2 separate regions of the Salmo salar genome follow, and region 1 is linked to region 2. The links are chromatin contacts, called in public Hi-C maps. All regions are on one chromosome and are shown on one strand. The core of a region is the stretch at or near the end of the contact, and the rest is flanking DNA. Distances in the headings are between cores, read along the strand shown. Region 1 holds the start of LOC106574434 (actin-related protein 3). Region 2 holds the start of LOC106574436 (oxysterol-binding protein-related protein 11).

The links. Hi-C and Micro-C count contacts between places; a contact is called where the count stands out from the background.
Region 1: a Hi-C map of gill shows a contact between it and region 2, with 4 times the contacts expected there. The contact joins the promoter of LOC106574434 here to the promoter of LOC106574436 in region 2. A contact is called at or near these places in 2 of 3 Hi-C or Micro-C datasets (gill and muscle).

What each region holds. Positions count from the first base shown.
Region 1 is chrssa16:68,302,655-68,305,919 of Ssal_v3.1, forward strand. It overlaps LOC106574434 (actin-related protein 3), which reads left to right and starts at 1,352. Exons shown (of 12, transcript XM_014150321.2): 1 at 1,352-1,569; 2 at 2,162-2,217. The coding sequence starts at 1,526.
Region 2 is chrssa16:68,089,028-68,092,290 of Ssal_v3.1, forward strand. It overlaps LOC106574436 (oxysterol-binding protein-related protein 11), which reads right to left and starts at 1,739. Exons shown (of 13, transcript XM_014150332.2): 1 at 1,461-1,739; 2 at 487-555; 3 at 1-162. The coding sequence starts at 1,465. LOC106574437 (glycerol-3-phosphate dehydrogenase 1-like protein) reads left to right here and starts at 1,584. Exons shown (of 9, transcript XM_014150334.2): 1 at 1,584-1,602; 2 at 1,794-1,862; 3 at 2,202-2,379. The coding sequence starts at 1,822.

The DNA of each region.
Region 1 (3,265 bases), core at 102-2,601, 210 kb after region 2:
AGGGAGAGTTCTCTTTTCTTTGTAAAGGGCAGTGCGCCCTGGAATGGGTTCGCCCCAAGAGAGGGGCCCAAGCCCTGGAAAGCATTGCGGTTTTGGCAACATCTGGTGAGCTCTCCCTGGACCTTGAAAATCCGGGAGAGAGGGTGTAAATCTCATGCCGGGCCGTACCCATATCCGCAGCAGGTCTCCAAGGTGAACAGCCTCTGGCATGTTATAACAATGTAGGTAAGGAAAGTTGGCAAAAAAGATCTGTAACTTCGGGATAAGGATTGGCTCTAAGGGCTGGGTCGGTCTGGCTGGGGTGCGAAGTGGGGCTCGAGCCGCCGCTGGGGGAGCAGTCGCTCCGCCGCCCTCCTCTTGCCACCATTGGAAGGTCATTGTGCGGCCCATCTCGTGGTCTCTTGTGCGTGGTCTCGCAAAGGGCTGCATGCGGGGTTTTGTCGGGGTGCTGTCTGTCCGCGGGCCGGTTGGGGGTTGGGTCCGGCAACTCTGGACGCGCGCCGGGCCCTTCTCGTAGATCTCCCTAGCTACGGTGCTTGCCGGCCCCACACATTGTAGGTGGGGAGGTCTCCTCTACGCTCACTAGACTTGAGGCAGAGACTAAACTCATTGGCATTGCATGGATCTGGCTCATGCCCTATGAAGTGGGGAGAGGTATCTCCAGCTTGTCTGGGGAGGGAGGCCTATATCTGATGTGGGTAGTACCATCCATGCCCATTGTTTTGCTGCGGAACCATAAAACGGACGGAAGAAGCCTAGGTTCCCACTGGGCACGGATCACTGAATGTCAACTTGATGAAACGTACCCACATGTCACGGTCACAATTTTTCCAACATCATGACACTTATTTGGAATCTGTGGCTCAAGTGGTTTGAAAGCTATTGTCGAATATCCAACTTGAAACTGATTTTAACTCGGTCTCTGAAAATGATGGAAACTTTTGAGATGGTCTTGGGTGAAACTGATCACTAATGCAGTTTACTTCTAGGATAGAGAGAACAGATCTTGGTTTTCATGTTCACCCAAAAGGTCAACCTAACGCATTGATACAATGCATTTTAATGTCATTGGTGTCTATAGCGTCATGCAATGTTCAAAGAAGATATTATATTCAGATAGTCTACTGCACTCATATCAATCGTCACAGAATCCTGTCCGTGAATTGACTGAACACGGGTATTCTGCTGCTACTATACAAACTACCGGTACATTATAGAGAATAATTGTTTAATATGTTTACATTTCAATTAGAAAGTGTACATTCACCTCCCCTTCTGATAAGGTGCGATATTAGAAATGCTTTAACAAACGTTATGATCAGCGTCGCGTCAGCCGCTTTCAACTTCCGCATCAGGTGATTGCGGAAGTAACTTCACTCTGCGGGTTCAGGGTTCCGCCTCTAAACTAGCTAGCTAAATAAATGGTTATCCCTCTACCCAAAACAAACGACTTTCCTTTTTATAAGACCCACTGGAATAAAGCAGCAATTCATTATTGCAGTCTGCGGTAGATATTTAAGGAAACATGGCTGGACGTCTACCGGCTTGTGTAGTTGACTGTGGCACAGGGTACGTACCAAGTGTTAATGCTAATAACTAGCTAACTGATTGATTGGCTTTAGCTAGATGCACCCAGACAGGGCAGAAATGTTGGGCGTGCAAGGTAAACCAATCAAGATAGCTAGCTAGTCAGCAACAACCTTAATTTGCTTAATTTCGTTTAATCCACCCAGCAAGATAGCTAGTTAACCATTTTAGGCATTAGAAGATAGCTTGCTAGTAGCTAATTTCCATCAGGGTTCCCCACTCGTTAGACGTTACATTAGTGGTATGCATTGACTTTAACCTGTTACAGGAGTCTACGTAACTGTTTCAATTTATGGAAGCGTATAACTGGCCTAGTCCACAGACAGTCATGCCACCTTTTAGATTAGTGGTTTGTAACCTTTTTCGGTTACTGTACCACCAACTGAATTTTCACTGCTCGGACTGAGTACCCCTTATGTGCATTTTACCAGTAGGCCTATGGTCTCACGAGGCTTCTCAAGTACCCCCCTGTGGATGGCCAAGTACCCCCAGGTTGTGAACCACTGCTTTAGATCATGCATCATTAGAATCTATATAACCCACTGAACTTTCTCATGCAATGCTTTTGTTGTAGGTACACAAAGATTGGATATGCTGGAAACACAGAGCCACAGTTTATTGTTCCTTCATGTAAGTATTTCTGTATCATACATCAGCGGTTCCCCAAACTCGGTGCACATTTTGTTTTTCGCCCTAGCACTAAACAGCTGATTCAAATAATCAACTAATCATCAAGCTTTGATCATTTGAATCACCTGTGTAGTGTTAGGGCAAAAACCACCCCCTGTGGTCCCAAGGACCGAGTTTGGGAAACGCTGTCATCTTCTAATGATAATGTACCATGTTCATTCATATGTAGCCCTTGATCATGAGAATCAGTTCCTTTCCATTACGTACACATGAGTCATTGGACTGTACTGAGGAGATTTGTTAAGAGCCGCGATGCTCGGTCTGAACATTAACACGCATCGCTTGCAGTATGATTTTGGAAGCATAAGGACCTTATCTTTCATATCAGTCCATGTTACAGCGCTTGTTTATGGAAAACGGACAGAACAAGTGCTAAATGGCTATCTGTGTCTCCAAACACCTGCATCCTTACGTTCAATATGAGTCTGGTTGGGGAATCTGAGAGTGAGGAGAAAAAGCAAACAAACCACAATAGTCAACACAGCCAGCAAAGTAATTGGTCGACCACAGGCACATTTGAGCATTCTGTTCTATAAGGCAACCAAAAAGAAGGCACTGGCTTTTGTTGGCGACCCCCTCCCACCCTCAGTTCGAGAGGATTCCCTCTGTCCGGCACTTCAGAATGCCCTTGGCCAAGAAGAACGTGTTCAAACATTCATTCGTTCCTTGTGCTGTTTTACTACTAAATGCGAAGTAAATTGTATCGGTATATGTACTTATCTATCTAGTGCAGTTGAGACAGTGGTCGTTTGTGAGTGAATCTATTAATGTCCTCTATGTTAGTGTATGCAACATGATGGACTGACTCGTTTAAATGTGTATGATGTGAGAATGTACAGTTGAAGTCGGAAGTTTACATGCACCTTAGCCAAATACATTTAAACTCAGTTTTTCACAATTCCTGACACTTAATCCAAGTAAAAATTCCCTGTCTTAGGTCAGTTAGGATCACCACTTTATTTAAAGAATGTGAAATGTCAGAATAATA
Region 2 (3,263 bases), core at 489-2,988:
TGCTCCCCACTGATGGCATTAACTGTGAAGGTGTGCGAGTCCTCGTCGCTGGGGGATATGACCGCCCCTGCCAAGGGGAGAGTCCCGCGAGGTTTCTGGGGCCTGGACTGCTCATTGACAAAGTACTCCAACAACCCTGCCTCATTGTTGAGGACAAAGAACCTGCATGAAGAGCAGAACTTTCAATCAAAACGTTTGAGTAATTTAGCAGACGCTCTTATAGAGAGCGATTTACATGACTTATAGAAGAAAATAAGGTTGGGTGCCTTGCGAGGGCATAGACAGATTTTTCATCTAGTCGGCTCAGGGATTCGAACCAGTGACCTTTTGGTTACTGGCCCAATGCCCTTGAGCTCAAGATGCTTGTTGGCAAAGCATTGAATCAATTCAATAGTATGTTTAGTTGATTTGATCAAATTGTAAAAACTTTTACTAAATGCATAGCACTGTTTAATCAATGTTCTTCAACCTGGGCTGCCCACTCACCTATATTGCCATCCTGTTACCAGGTTGGTGTATTTCATCAGGTAACCATCAATATTTTCCATGTGGTCACTGCAGAGCAGAGATAGAGAAAATGATTGACAGTTAGCAAAAAAGCTAGTTATCCTACAATAACAGCAATGGGTTGGCAAAGTTCAACTCCAGAAGAACCTCGGATTCAACTCTGACTAGCCTGTTAACTAATAGCTAAGTCGGTAAGCTCAGCTAGAAACCATAGCTGGCTAGACAGCTAACATTTGACCAAGGGCTTGCTAGTTAACGTTACCAACTGAAGATGTGTGTTGCACTGCCTATTAACCAAACAAAATCACAGCAGCTAACTAGGTTTGCACGATTGGTTAGCCAGATAATTAGCCTAGCTAGCTAGACAGTCAGCATACCTGTACTGCCAGCCTTTAGAACTCCCTCTCCCAGAACTACCAGGCGTTCCTTTCTGGGGAAAGACATCCAGTTTCCCTTCACTGTCCGATATTCGTATTGCCGTGGCGGTTTCTCCTTGCATAGTCATAGCCAACGTTATAGCTAGCTAACAAGCTACAAACCTTGCCAGAAACGTTAGCTAGCTTGACAGCTAGTCACACAGCACTCTAGTCTGATTTGCTAACTTGAAGGCCTTGCTCACAGATGGATTTCTTCGGTTTATGGCTTTACAAAACACATAGCTATCGTTCATGAAAAACTATCTAAACGACTAATTAAGTAATCCATCACAATATATTCGTATAAAAACAGTGGCGTGCTAGCTAGATAGGTCGTGAGCTTGGGGTTAACATTATCCAAATCGCTGCTAACAGGCTTCACGATGACGCGACACGGAACTGGAGTCATGTGATTCAATTCCATGAAAGGACTTCCGCATTGGCAAAACAATAGGGAAAATTGTAGCATACAAAGTTTGTCGAAATAGGTTGCAGTTGTAGAAATAGAACACGTCTTCAAATATATCCTGCACATACCCCATCGAGCTACCGCCGGCATATATTTCAGTCGTGTTGCATGACAAACAGTGAGAATTTTGTATCTCCCCGAGCTCGGCAAATCGAGAAAATTATAGGACTTTCTCCATGCATAAACGTCTCTCCATACTTGTCATGACAGGTTCGTCGTGGTGGCACACCCAGAATAACCCTACTGTTATCTAACCTGTACAAACCTTTCCCTTCTTTTATATACAGGGTAAAAGGGCGGTGTGCTAAAAATAATGTGCTGCCCACACGACTAGGGCGTATAAGGAAGTTATGGACATGGTTATAAACACGGCATTTTACTGATCCCTTAACACTTAACAGGAATCGTGGCTGCTACTCTACCTTAAAAATGCCTGCTAAGAAAGTGTGCATCGTTGGATCTGGAAACTGGTATATTTATGGGCTTTCTCTATTTGCATGTGCCTGCATTCGACAAAATTGTATCATGAATTCCACTCATTGATTCATAATGTAGCAAACTAAGTGCTGATCTTTGGCTAAATTGACAACTTGCTTGTAGTTTCATAGAAGCTCAAACATAGAAGTTTGATTTACATTCATTGAATGTAGGCTTGGGGATATGCAAGCCATTTCGTGTACTGTTGTAATCTGGTTATGGTACCCCCAAGATATATTTGGCATGTTGTTCATTTTGCGACTGGGATTTTGAAAATATGAATGCTGTTATTCCATTGCCCTCCAAACTAATCCGTTTTCATCATCTCCTAGGGGCTCTGCGATAGCCAAAATCGTCGGTCACAATGTAAAGGGATCCAACAGGTTTGACCCCATTGTTAACATGTGGGTGTTTGAAGAGATGATCGATGGCAAAAAGTTAACAGAAATCATCAACACAGAGCATGAGAACGTCAAATACCTCCCCGGTCACAAGCTTCCCAAAAATGTGGTTAGTATTGTGTTTTGTTTAATATTAGATTTTTGCCTCGAGTTTACAAATCATTGAGTTGGGCAATACATCTGGAGTTAACGTTATCTCCGGACATGCTTTGCGGTTGTGTAAAAGGACACACGCAGATAAGATGAGTGAAGTTTGACCTATACAGAGTTGATAACGTATCCGTGTGGTGTTGTTCTCAAGAACCCAAGGCATTAACAAGGCATTCTGCCTTATCCCTAGGGATATCAGCTATAAGCGCTGTTTACCGGTGGGCCCATGTAAACTACAATCCCATCTTTGTTTTAAAGTTCAGAAACGTCAATAATCATCGCGGTTTTTGAGACATGGAATTATCTTTCATATGAGTGAGAAATAATCTTTCATATAAAAAAGATAGACTTACTGTATCAGGTTTGCACTGAACCATAGGGCAGTGTGTATGCATAGTATGGGATCAATATCATGGTCTTCTCTGCCTTCCATTAGGCTTCCTTAGTAAAGCACTGTAACATGTCCATATGGGAACACAAACCCTAACCTTATAAAATAGTGCTGGGGTAAGAAGTCTAGACAGTTACATATCAGGATATTATTTTGACAATATATCATGTAGTTTTGACAATATCGCAATAGGATTTTTTTTGTTAGTTGTCCAGTATTTTTCCTACATAGCTTATTCTCCATCTCCTTTTTAAATGGGGAGTCAATTTGTTTTCAGCACTTTTATTTCCATGACTGATCCAAACTCGTTTTCTCATGTTCTTGCTTGTCCCTCTGCAGCTATGGTGAACAGTTTGGAACATCGAATCGCAATAAAATCACATTATCGAATCGCAATACATAGAATTGTGAGAATCGCAATACATATCGTATTGGCTCCTAAATATCGTGAT